Linked DNA regions of Mus musculus: region 2 is linked to region 1. The links are chromatin contacts, called in public HiChIP or PLAC-seq maps. All regions are on one chromosome and are shown on one strand. Each heading gives the region's core, a stretch centred on a gene start, on an enhancer-like site or on the middle of the called end of the contact. The rest is flanking DNA. Distances are from core to core; before and after follow the strand shown. Region 1 holds the start of Ehhadh (enoyl-Coenzyme A, hydratase/3-hydroxyacyl Coenzyme A dehydrogenase). Region 2 has its middle 34 kb from the start of 2510009E07Rik.

Region 1 (5,813 bases), core at 761-3,260:
GACCCATACACATAAAATAATAATAATAATTAAGTTTAAAAAATAAAATCTAATAACAGTGTGGTTTTAAATCTCAGTTAAAATGAACATGTCTCCTCTTTTCTGTTGTTTGTTTGTTTGCTTGCTTTTAAGATTTTTTTTTTTTTTTTGAGACAGGGTCTGAATAGATCAACAGTTCCTTCTGCCGCAGTCTCCTGAATGCTTCGATTCCAGGTGTGTGCCACCCCGGCATCTGTTTGGTTTTGCTCCAGCAGCTGGTGGTGGGAATTTTCAAATGGCCTATGTTTACTTTATTTATTCTGCTACTGTGCTGCTAGTTCCTTGGGATTGACGCATTCCCTCCCGAAGGGGCTAAGACTGGGGACGCTAAAGAGACTGACAGGGCACTGAAAGCTAAACACATCTACTGATGTTTAAGACGCCCCAGGAAGCTCAGAAACCTGTAAGTTTCATAAGATCCGTCTCCAAAGTTACAGGAGAGAAGCAATTGTGAGGAGGGGGCTCCTCACGAGTTGGGGTGGGCTTTCCAGGGGTTCCGTTGTTTCAGAAGCAACTATACTCTTGTAACTGACCTCAGTAAAGTCACTAATCTACCGAGCTAGACGTGGGTGGAATCCTTTACTTGGCCGGTCACAGATGCCCTCTCTCGGGTGAACGGTTAGTTGTTCTCATCCATTGTACAGGACTATTCTCCCAGCCAAACTGCTGCAAGTTTGGCTTGAGCCTGTTTGCCAAAGATCGCCAATGCTGGGCTTGTTGGTGGTAGACTTTCATAGAAGGACTGGACCAGAACACTCTGATTATCCAGCCACCCCTCTTTGCCCTAATTGTACCCTTGGGTCTCTAGGAAGGACTAGAGGATATAGGTAGGGAAGGATTAGGGGAGGGAGTTCTTTATTTATTTTTTTTTTCTTTAGTTTTTCGAGACAGGGTTCCTCTGTGTAGCCTTGGCTGTCCTGGAACTCACTTTGTAGACCAGGTTGGCCTCTAACTCAGAAGTGCTGCCTCCCGAGTGCTGGGATTAAAGGCGTGCGCCACCACGCTCGGCTGGGGAAGGGGTTCTTAACTGCCACGGGGAGTCATGATCTTTGCTGGGGAGGGCTGATTCCAATGTGGCAGTTCTAAAGTCACTCATGCTCCTGTCCCCGCCCTCCCCTCCCCCAACCTGCCCCCAGCGCACCACCCTGTTCTGAAAGTAAGCCTAAATCCATTGCATTGGTCCCCTGCAGAGTGAACAGGGCTGGAACTGTACCTAGGTTTGTCCTTTAGACTGTAAGGTCTCACCTGAGAAAAGGGTTTTAGCAAGGTCTCACCAGTGAAAATTATACAGTATCTGTCACAATCCTGTCCACCACTTCTGCAATGTATGGGTGACTCCTCCTGAGGCTAATATAGAATTATACTCTATTCGCCGGTGATATGGAGTGAACAGGGTAAATGAATATCATTTTTTCAAGAAGACAGATCTCATTTATAATAGTAATGTGCTAAGTGCATTGCACAGGAGGGCACTGCAGGTGGTGTAAATGAAACTTCAGCTTTTCAGAAAATACTATCCAGTAGGCCTCCTCTGACAGGGAGAGTTGACACTCAAGGCACTAAACTCTGCTTTTCTACGAGTCAGCTAACTATAGCTTTTGGCATCACAGAGACGCTGGGGTTGCAAGCCGGCAGTAAGGTTGCAGGAAGGGGTTCAAGCAGACACTTGCTGCATCAACCTCACCTTTGTAAGTTCCTGATTCGCCAGAACCAAACGTGGGCCTCGCAGTGAGGTCAACAGCTGACAGAAGGAAGGCCGGAGCCAGCTGCTCATTGGCCCGCCCTTCCAGCTGAGACAAGCCCCCTCCTAGACCCGCCACACCCCACTGTCCGGGCGGTGTTACCTGATGGCATTGACCGGTGGATTGCAGAGGCGGATCATAGCCAGGGAGTGGGGCAGCCTCAGATACTCAGCCATTTTCTCAAGGTATCCTGCGCCTCTGATGTCTGGGGCAGCCCGGGGCTCCTTTTCTGGGCCGCCCTGAGAGGAGGGGCGTGCTCTGAGCCAATGGGAGCCGCTGCTACCGCCTCCTGCCCCTTGCACTTCGTGCTCCCTGGGGCGGGCTGCGCTCCAAGGAGCGCGATCTTCCTATGCTTCCAAAGGGAATGTCCACAGGCAAGCCAAACTGCTGGGTCACACCACCAACGTCAATCACATGTTCACAAAACAGCCATTTACCAGGGCACGAAGCCCCGGCCTTCTCTAGTTCTGTCCCTCCTAAAGGCTGGGATTTTTCACAGTTCATCCAGGAACTGCACACATATTATGGGCTGGACGTAGGCTGCAGCCTGACAATAAACCATGCCTTGTCTCTTCCCTCTAAAACAGCCTGGGGCACGGTCCTTCCAGCTGCGCATGGCTCCTCTTGGTTGCCAAAGTCCACCAAGTGGACAGAAGACAGTGTGCAGGTTGACAAGTAAAACCGTACTTGTAAATCTTCACTGATGTTTCACAAGTTTTAACAATGTCTAAATATTATTTCTAGGAATGTTACTTCTAGGTATGGTGTCTAGGAGAAATCAGTCCCAGCATCCTAGGAACCTGAGCAGGTAGAGTTCAAGGTTTAATAGCACTGAGTGGCCTTATTACACCCCACCCCCTTGGAGCAAGGATCGATAATAAGCCCTCTTTGGAGTCATCTCAAGACACTTTATAATCTCCATCTGTAGGACTCGGTCACTGGCCATTAGGTTTGCACTTTTATTTTAATTGAGCACGGAACTTTCTGTGGTGTCTCCCACAGTGGGTTCTTGGTGAAGGCTTTAATATAAATCCATTAAATGGCTTGGATGTTTACAGTTGGCACCTCGGTGGGAGCAGAACCAGCGAAAGGCAAGTAAGGCATTTAGGGAACAAAGTTCAAAGGGCAGTTCCAATCAGGTTCTGCCAGTGCTCCTCAACAGCAAAGCCTCCTATCACTTAGTCCCTCTGTAAGTGGCAGAGGAATAGGGATACAGCTAGGTGGCAGCACAGTGGGTTCTCTTTTCCTAATGGTACAGAATTGTCTACAAGCATGGGTTCCAAAGTTGCTGAGTTCATGGATGCCAATTAAGCAGGTTCTACCGTGTTGCTGTGTGTAGATAGTCTTTTGATCTTCCATATCCTTCTATTTTACTTATTTTGTCTTACAAATGTAACCATACTTTTGGCTACGTTCCTGGATTACCTACTATCTTTCTCCACCCCAATCCCTTCCAACCCCACAACACTAGGTCAGTCAGAAAGAGAGTTAGAGGGAAAGGGGGCGTAGATCTGTTTAGACTACTTTCTGCTGATTAAGGGCATCAAGTTCCTTAGGGGCAAGTCCAGTCTTTGTCTTCAGGATATCCAATTTCTTCTTCTCATCTTTGCTCACAGCAACAGGAACCAGCAGCAGCAGCAGTGGTGGAGGCAGCAGCGGCAGCAGCAGCAGGGGGGCAGCAGCCTCCACAGCTTCTGGGTCTCTGGCATTTTTATACCCTTTCAAGAGTCCACAGAATTCCAAATGTAAACTAATTTTTTTTTTTTTTTGGCAGAATCACACCCCTGCCAGAGCATGAGACGAATCATAGTCAGCTGCTGTGAGAGCAACCCCATATTCCACACCTGGGACTAAAACAAAACATATTCACACACCATAACTGTTTTCAAAAAAGAAACAAAATTCTTACTACATACACAGTGCTACTTCATAGGATATCACTGTCTTAGGCAAGCACCTCACTCTTTCACTGTAGCAACTGTGTCATCTTACATCCTATGTTCACAGGGTATCTCAGGTTTGTTAATGCTTCAAAAAAAATCACTATAAGCCCTGAAACCACTACAGTGCCCAGAGGGTAAATGCTGAACTCTGTCACAAATACTGAGTTTTTGCCTGCTGGACCATGCAGGTCTCTAACTACTCGAAGAACAGGGTTGGCTATCTCTTACCATCTCCAGATCCTTATCCACTGAAAAGCTCAATCTGTTTTCTATCAGACAAGGATTCCTTGGTATAGTTTAAATTCAGTCTCATTGAAAGGAAGGAAAATATTCATGAGTCACTACTGACCATTATCATTTTAACTTTGCATTATGTAAGTTTTCAAGCGTGCACCAAAAGTAATAATATAATAAAACAACAATAACAGTATGTGGCCATTTTGATCATTGTTATCATCTTGTGTTTTACAGTAAGTCCGATCACAAAACCATAGTGTTTTGGCATTGGCTCTGCTGAACACGGTGTTATGGTACTACAGTGGTTCGAGCCTGCAATCCAAATATGCAGGAGGTAGAGGCAGGAGGATCACTGTGAGTTTGAGACCACCCTGGGCTATATAGATGAGGCCTCAAAACAAGCAAATAGGGCTTGTGAGATGGCTCAGTGGGTAAGAGTACCCGACTGCTCTTCCGAAGGTCCAGAGTTCAAATCCCAGCAACCACATAGTGGCTCACAGCCATCTGTAACAAGATCTGACTCCCTCTTCTGGAGTGTCTGAAGACAACTACAGTGTACTTACATATAATAAATAAATAAATCTTTAAAAAAAACAAGCAAATAAGGATGATGCAATGGCTTTCTCTCCATTCTTTCTAAATTCCTCTCTATTGTTTCATCTAAGCCCACTCATGCTTTAAAAAGAAGTTCTTTTAATAGGTAAAAGGGCAGGACAATAGAGGTGGAGAGAAAAGCCTAGACCTATGCCTGTAATTTATTTACTTTTTTACTCATTCAGCAAATGTTTAAGACCTATCAGCTCCCAAAGTCTTGGGGCACTCAAATGTAGGTAATAGTTCAGTAGGTCAAAGGAGAGAAGGGGTTGAGGAGGGGAGCAGAGGAAAACAGAGACCGACTGACACTTTACCTCCTGACATCTAGTGGTCACAGTGGTAAATTTTACTCTTTTTCCTGTGACACAGAGTACCATGATGTTTGTTCAGGAAAGATTTTTTTTAAAAAGAGGTGAAGTGATTTATTTAAGGTCATAAGGCTGCTAATGTGGATCCATTTTGAGGAACCAGATCACACAACTGTGTAGCTAACAAACTGAGATCTCCAGCGTAGACCAGCAGCTTGGAGTCCTATGAGGGTTGGTCCTGAAGCCCAAGTCCAAAGGCAGATAGATACCTGGAGGCAGAACTGTCATTTCCTCAGGACACCTACCTCAGCCTTTTCCTCCCTAAGGCCTTCAACCACTTGGACAAGGCCCACTCATACTATGGAATTTTGTATGTTTTATTCAAAACCAACTAATTGGAGACAGAGAGAGATGGCTCATCAGTTAAGAGCACCAGCTGCTCTTCCAGAGGACTAGGGTTCGATTCCCAACACCTACACGGAAGTTCTCAACTATCTGTAATTCCAGTCTCAAAGGCTCTGAGACCTTCTTCTGACCTCTTGAGGCATCAGGCTTGTACATGGTACATGGGCATACATGCAGGCAAAACACCCACGCATAAAAATAAATTTTAAAATATCAACAGATGGAAATGTCGTTACGAAATTATTTTAAGAAATACCTAAAATGTTTCATCAAATAAGTAGGTTCTGTGACTTAATCAAGTTGACAAAGAAAATCAACTATCATAGAAGACAGGCGGTGAGTCTTTTTTGTTGTTGTTGTTGTTTTGTTTTTTTGAGACAGGGTTTCTCTGTATAGCCCTGGCTGTCCTGGAACTCACTCCGTAGACCAGGCTGGCCTCGGAGAACTCAGAAATCCGCCTGCCTCTGCCTCCCCAGTGCTGGGATTAAAGGCATGTGCCACCAGTGCCTGGCAGGTGGTGAGTCTTGCTTGGTTCTGTGCATATG
Region 2 (5,495 bases), core at 2,982-5,481, 57 kb before region 1:
AACCTGCTGAGCCCAGTTACTGTTGCTTGTATAGATATAGATATATAGATATAGATATATAGCTATATAGGTATATAGGTATATAGGTATATAGGTATATAGGTATATAGGTGTATAGGTGTATAGATGTATAGATGTATAGATGTATAGATGTATAGATGTATAGATGTATAGATGTATAGATGTATAGATATATAGATATATAGATATATAGATATATAGATATATAGATATATAGATATATAGATATATAGATATATAGATATATAGATATATAGATATATAGATATATAGATATATAGATATATAGATATATAGATATATAGATATATAGATATATAGATATATAGATATATAGATATATAGATATATAGATATATAGATATATAGATATATAGATATATAGATATATAGATATATAGATATATAGATATATAGATATATAGATATATAGATATATAGATATATAGATATATAGATATATAGATATATAGATATATAGATATATAGATATATAGATATATAGATATATAGATATATAGATATATAGATATATAGATATAGATACACACACAGCCACACACACACACACACTTTGGGTTGACTAACAACTTAGGGTGCTCATGCCTGGGGAAGTCTACTGCCACCCTAGACAGTCTTTAATTGTCTGTAACTCTTCATCTAGGGGTGGAGCCCCTTGTGACATGTGACTTCCCCATCCCCACGACGACTCGTCAGCCAGGATTGCCACTGTTGAGCTCTTGTTTAAACAGCCGTGTTGTTTAGATCTCATGGCCATAGATTAGAAGACCCAGTCTTGCAGCAGGCTTCTTGGTCCTCTGGCTCCTACAGCCTTTCCAAACCCAAGTCTTAGGCGTAAGGATTGTGTTGTGAATGCATCAGGTGTGGCTTTGCACCTCACAGTCCATTTTTCTCTGCATTTTGACAAGTTGGGGGCATTCTGTAATGGTTTCTGTCCACTACAAAAAGAATCTTCTTTGATGAAGGCTGACAGCTACACTTATCTGCCATACAGATTTTTTTTTTTAAGTCTGAGAAAGGTTATCAGAAACTAGGCAGGGTGCACTGCACTATAATCTCAGCATTTGGGAGGCTGAGGCAGGGGAAATCATGAATTTGAATCTAGACTGTGGTACATATAAGACCACATCTCATTTTTAAAAATCCTTATGGGGGACGCGGGACTGGGCAGTGACTCAGTCAGTAAAATGTTGCTGGGCAAGTAAGAGGGCTTGGGCTTCATCCCCAGGACCCACATAAAGCTGGGCATTGTGGCACCTACCTGTATGGCTGGGAGCCAGAGGCTAGGACTCTTCAGGGCTTGCTGGCCACTTAGCCTTGCTGAAGTGGTAAGCTCCAGTTTCAGTGAGAAGCATGCCTCAAAATAAAGAAAATAAGATGGAGAGTCATGAAAGCAGATATGTGATGTTAACCTTTGGCCTGTGTGTGTGTGCGCATATGCACACACACACACTATTATTAGGTGCCAAATACATGATGGTTGTTGAAATTCTATTACTAATATTCACCCAGTCATCCTGCCTATTGGTTAAGAGAGTGACCCAAATTTTGCCCACCCACAAGTCTCAAGAGTCCCATAAAAGTCTATCTAAGTTTATAAAACATGTTAGTTTAGAAAAACACTGCGGAACATGTGGCTTATCCTCTAGATATTAAAACTGAATGGCCAACTTGGAACTTTTACAGAAACTACTCAACAGCGCCATCTGGTGGAGAAGAGAAAACCTCCTGCTCTTGTAAAAAGCAGCTTCTTTCTATTACACTTTTTGTTTCGTTTTCCAGCTATTCATCATGTGGCGCTATAGATGCTTGGGCAGCTAAGTGATCAAAAACCTGAAAAGAAGCTGAGTCTGGCTGTGACCAGTGAGCTCCTGGGAGGAGCGTTCGTGTCTGCGGAGACTGACGGACGGCTTGGAATCTCAGTACCGTGGAGAGATTGGACACATAAAGGTCCAAGGCTTTACTTTATCCAGGGCTACCTTTAGCATTCTGGAGCAGCCATTTCTTGCCCCATTCTAAATCTGAAGCAACGCCTTGTGATAATAAATAAAAACCCCATTGATTCGAAGCTTTCAACTGAGCAGAACACTTATGCCAATCCAAGAGCTAAGAGAGCTTCTTGGGCCTATGGAATAGCGTCCAAACCCCTCTGCACCCCCAATAGCAATGTGGTCTAAAGTTACCTTGGTTTATGACTTTATTTTTATTTAAAGATTTATTTATTATTATATCTAAGTACACTGTAGCTGTCTTCAGATGCACCAGAAGAGGGAGTCAGATCTCATTATAGATGGTTGTGAGCCACCATGTGGTTGCTGGGAATTGAACTCAGGACCTCTGGAAGAGCAGTCAGTGCTTTTAACCACTGAGCCATTTCTCCAGCCCAGAGATTACCAACTTAATAAGAGAAAATGTTTACTTTGTCTCACTTTGGGGGGGTGGTATCCAGTCTATAACCAGGTAGCTCTGCTGCTTTGGGTCCATGAGAAGGTAGCACACCATGATGCCCGATGAAACAAAGATCTTCAATTTATGGGCAGCATGGAGGGGATTGAGAGGGTACAGAGCTCCCAACATTCCTGTGAATGTTGACACAGGCTCAGTGACTTAAGATATCCTACAGTGTCTTGCCTTTGAGTCTAGACCTTCCCAAAGGGCCACAGCAGGTACCACACCTTTAGCACAGGGGTCTTCAGGGGACCAGATCTAAATTATAGAAACATGCACCTGAGGCCTTTAGAAAAGGTGACATTGTAAATGTGGTCCAGTGGCACTGTGCCATGTGGGGGCTGCGTTAGCCAGTGCAGCAGTCCTAGGTTGACAGGGTTACTACCCTTCAAACCCATGGTGATATATTCATTTCCACAGTCGACAGTTCTCTTGCTTCTCCATTGTTCAGAAGCTGGCAAGACAAGCTATTCTTTGGAGCCCTGACCAAATGCTCTAAGGATTTTTTCCAAGGTGAATGAATGTTCAGGGAACATTTTGAGAGTCTGGGTGTTGTGGCTATACATTGCAGATTCTAGGAAGCCAATAAGGAGGATGTGGGGGGTTGAGAGGCACTGGATACACACATAGATGAGAGTCCAGGTGAGAAACACCAGGGAGCTTGAGTTTCTTGTGAACAGTGAAACTGGAGATAAAACTGATTAAAGCAATGCTGGTCTCCAAGGCAGAACTAACTGGGTTCCATCTTCAATATCCCTGATGCTGAGAGGGCTTGGGAAGAGGATATCGCTTTGACTGGAAGCCCGTCCAATGCTATCTTTCTTTCTTAGGGACAACGTACATAAAAGCCCAAAGTGAGGTGCAAACATTCATCTCCCTTGATCCATTCAGGACACCTCTGCAGAGCATCCTGAGCCTCGCAGCTCCCCAAGGGGACCACGGCTGCTTCCCTTGCATTCGCATCACAGCCCAACATCTTCTGTTTACCTCACTTTGCCTGCTTCCCCACAGGTATAGTCTCAAGAGCATCCACCAGCAAGACAGACGCCAGAAGATTCTACATGGCCAACCAGATCTCAGAGGCTTTCCCAAGGGATCCTGGTCCACAGGAGGAGATGACAAGCTAGTCTAGGAAACAAACTTTAAGGTAGGATTTAAAAAGATTTTTATTGATTCTTTGTGAGCTTCACATCATGAGCCCCAATCCCACTCATCTCCCCGTCCCTCATATCTGTCCTCTGCCCTTGCAACCTTCCTCACAAAATAAAACAAAAAATAAAAACAACATAAATAAATAAATAAAGTTAAAATAAAACCAGCTCACGGTGGAAGCTGTGGTGTGTCATGGTGTGTTACATGGTGTGCCCTTTTGTCCACACATCTTTACCTATAAATGTCCATTGCCATGAGTCACTAGTGTGGTTTTAGGCCTCTGGCTTCTGCCACACCATCAATACTGGGTCCATACAGGGGTTCCTCTCAGACATCCTGTTGTTGCCCCGTATCATAAAGACCTTACAGCTTTGGGTTTGCAGGATCGGCCCTTTCACGTGCTCCAGCAGTTCACAGATGGGGTAGATGTTAAAGTGAGGCAACTCAGAGCCCTGGATCTGCGCCTGGGTGGAATCTAAGTTGGTCAGTCCTCCAGTACCCCTGCACCCACACCACCAGGGCTAGCTATCCTGCTTTGTCCAGGCAAGGTGCAGGGCTGCTCTCCCAAATGCTGCAGCCAGCGAGGAACAGGGCCAGATCTCCTACTGGTGGTGGTGGAGTGCATCTTTCTGGTGCCCACACCACTGCTTGGCAAACAATGGGTAGGACCGGTTCACCTGTGCCCCTGCCAACAGGGCTACCTCCACTGTGCTGCTCAGTCAGGGTGGGTGGGATGCTGTCCTGTGTGCTGCAGCCAGCAAGAGGCAGGGCAGCAATCCTGCTCTCACACCCTTGGGACCACCCCCTAGGGGACAGGAGCAGGACGGGTAAGAGGGGGAGGTGGGTAAGATGGGATCTTAAAAACACTTAATTTTTGAGATTATAATATTGTTGTATCAGTTCCTCCTTCCCTTTCTCCCTGTAAACCCTCACAAATCTTGCTCTCTTTCAAATTATGTCCTCTTCTTTCTTTTCTTGTTATTACATCTATTTTCTTTCCTTTATTATTATTATTTTGGTTTATCTTTTTGTTTGTTTGGTTTGGTTTGGTTTTGGTTTTTTGAGACAGGGTTTCTCTGTATAGTCCTGGCTGTCCTGGAACTCACTTTGTAGACCAGGCTGACCTCGAACTCAGAAATTCGCCTGCCCCTGCCTCCCGAGCACTGGGATCAAAGGCATGCGCCACCACCCACGCCCGGCTACATCTATTTTCTTACACACATAAAAAAGCCCTGCTCAATTTGTATACTGTCACTGTATGTGTGTGTTTTCAGGATTAACCCATTCGTATTGATAACTAATTGATGTGCTGTTCCCGGTGAAGACTATTTCTCCTGCTCTCAGCTTTCCTGATTTGCCTCAGTTCTTTTGGAGTTGGTCCCTAGACCTTAGCATATCTGATGCCATGTCAGGAGCATCATTCTGACCTTAAAACCCAGAAAGTAGGTCCCAACACCTGCCAAAAATGGGAGCAAAAACCTAATCCATCAAAGACCTGGCCATCGGCCCAGGAAAGTCCCCAAATGTACCACCCTTCCTTTTTGGCATCTGTAGTTCCACATCTTGCTTACTGAAGAACCAACCAGGATGTGGGGGTTTGTGCATAAAAGACAAAGAAAGGGCTGCGAAGCTCAGGGATGCGTGATTTGGGCAAGTTCCCTGTGCAGCCACTGGCTGGCAATAAAGACTTACTTGTCAGCTTTAAGAGTCCCCATGTGGTGGTCTCTGGTGGCTTACCTCACAGTACTTTGTCGAAGGTTGAGGCTTTGTGTCTGTTGCTGTTGTCCTTGTCCAGGTCGGGTTTAGACAGCCATGCCGGTGAGACTTTATGGGTGTAGCTTCTGACAATCTTA

Evidence for each region. HiChIP or PLAC-seq counts read pairs in DNA pulled down with a chosen protein or histone mark.
Region 2: a contact with region 1 is called in an H3K4me3 HiChIP or PLAC-seq map of the SCID.adh cell line, with 16 read pairs. The contact joins the enhancer-like site here to the promoter of Ehhadh in region 1. A contact is called at or near these places in 5 of 39 promoter capture datasets (the C10 cell line, cranial neural crest, embryonic stem cells and 2 more), 1 of 15 datasets of contacts at CTCF or cohesin (the NIH/3T3 cell line), 4 of 115 datasets of contacts at active chromatin or transcription factors (the SCID.adh cell line, embryonic stem cells and memory CD8 T cells) and 1 of 9 other capture datasets (adipose tissue).

Annotation. Positions count from the first base shown.
Region 1 is chr16:21,785,824-21,791,636 of GRCm38.p6, forward strand. It overlaps Ehhadh (enoyl-Coenzyme A, hydratase/3-hydroxyacyl Coenzyme A dehydrogenase), which reads right to left and starts at 2,011. Exons shown (of 7, transcript NM_023737.3): 1 at 1,884-2,011. The coding sequence starts at 1,957.
Region 2 is chr16:21,726,295-21,731,789 of GRCm38.p6, forward strand. No RefSeq gene overlaps it. Among named protein-coding and RNA genes, the nearest start is that of 2510009E07Rik, 34 kb to the left of the region's middle. Within about 2 kb of position 4,232, at least 3 of the 459 cell types and tissues checked have an H3K27ac peak or open chromatin away from gene starts, as enhancers often do. A contact at or near this core is called in the SCID.adh cell line, where this site is marked.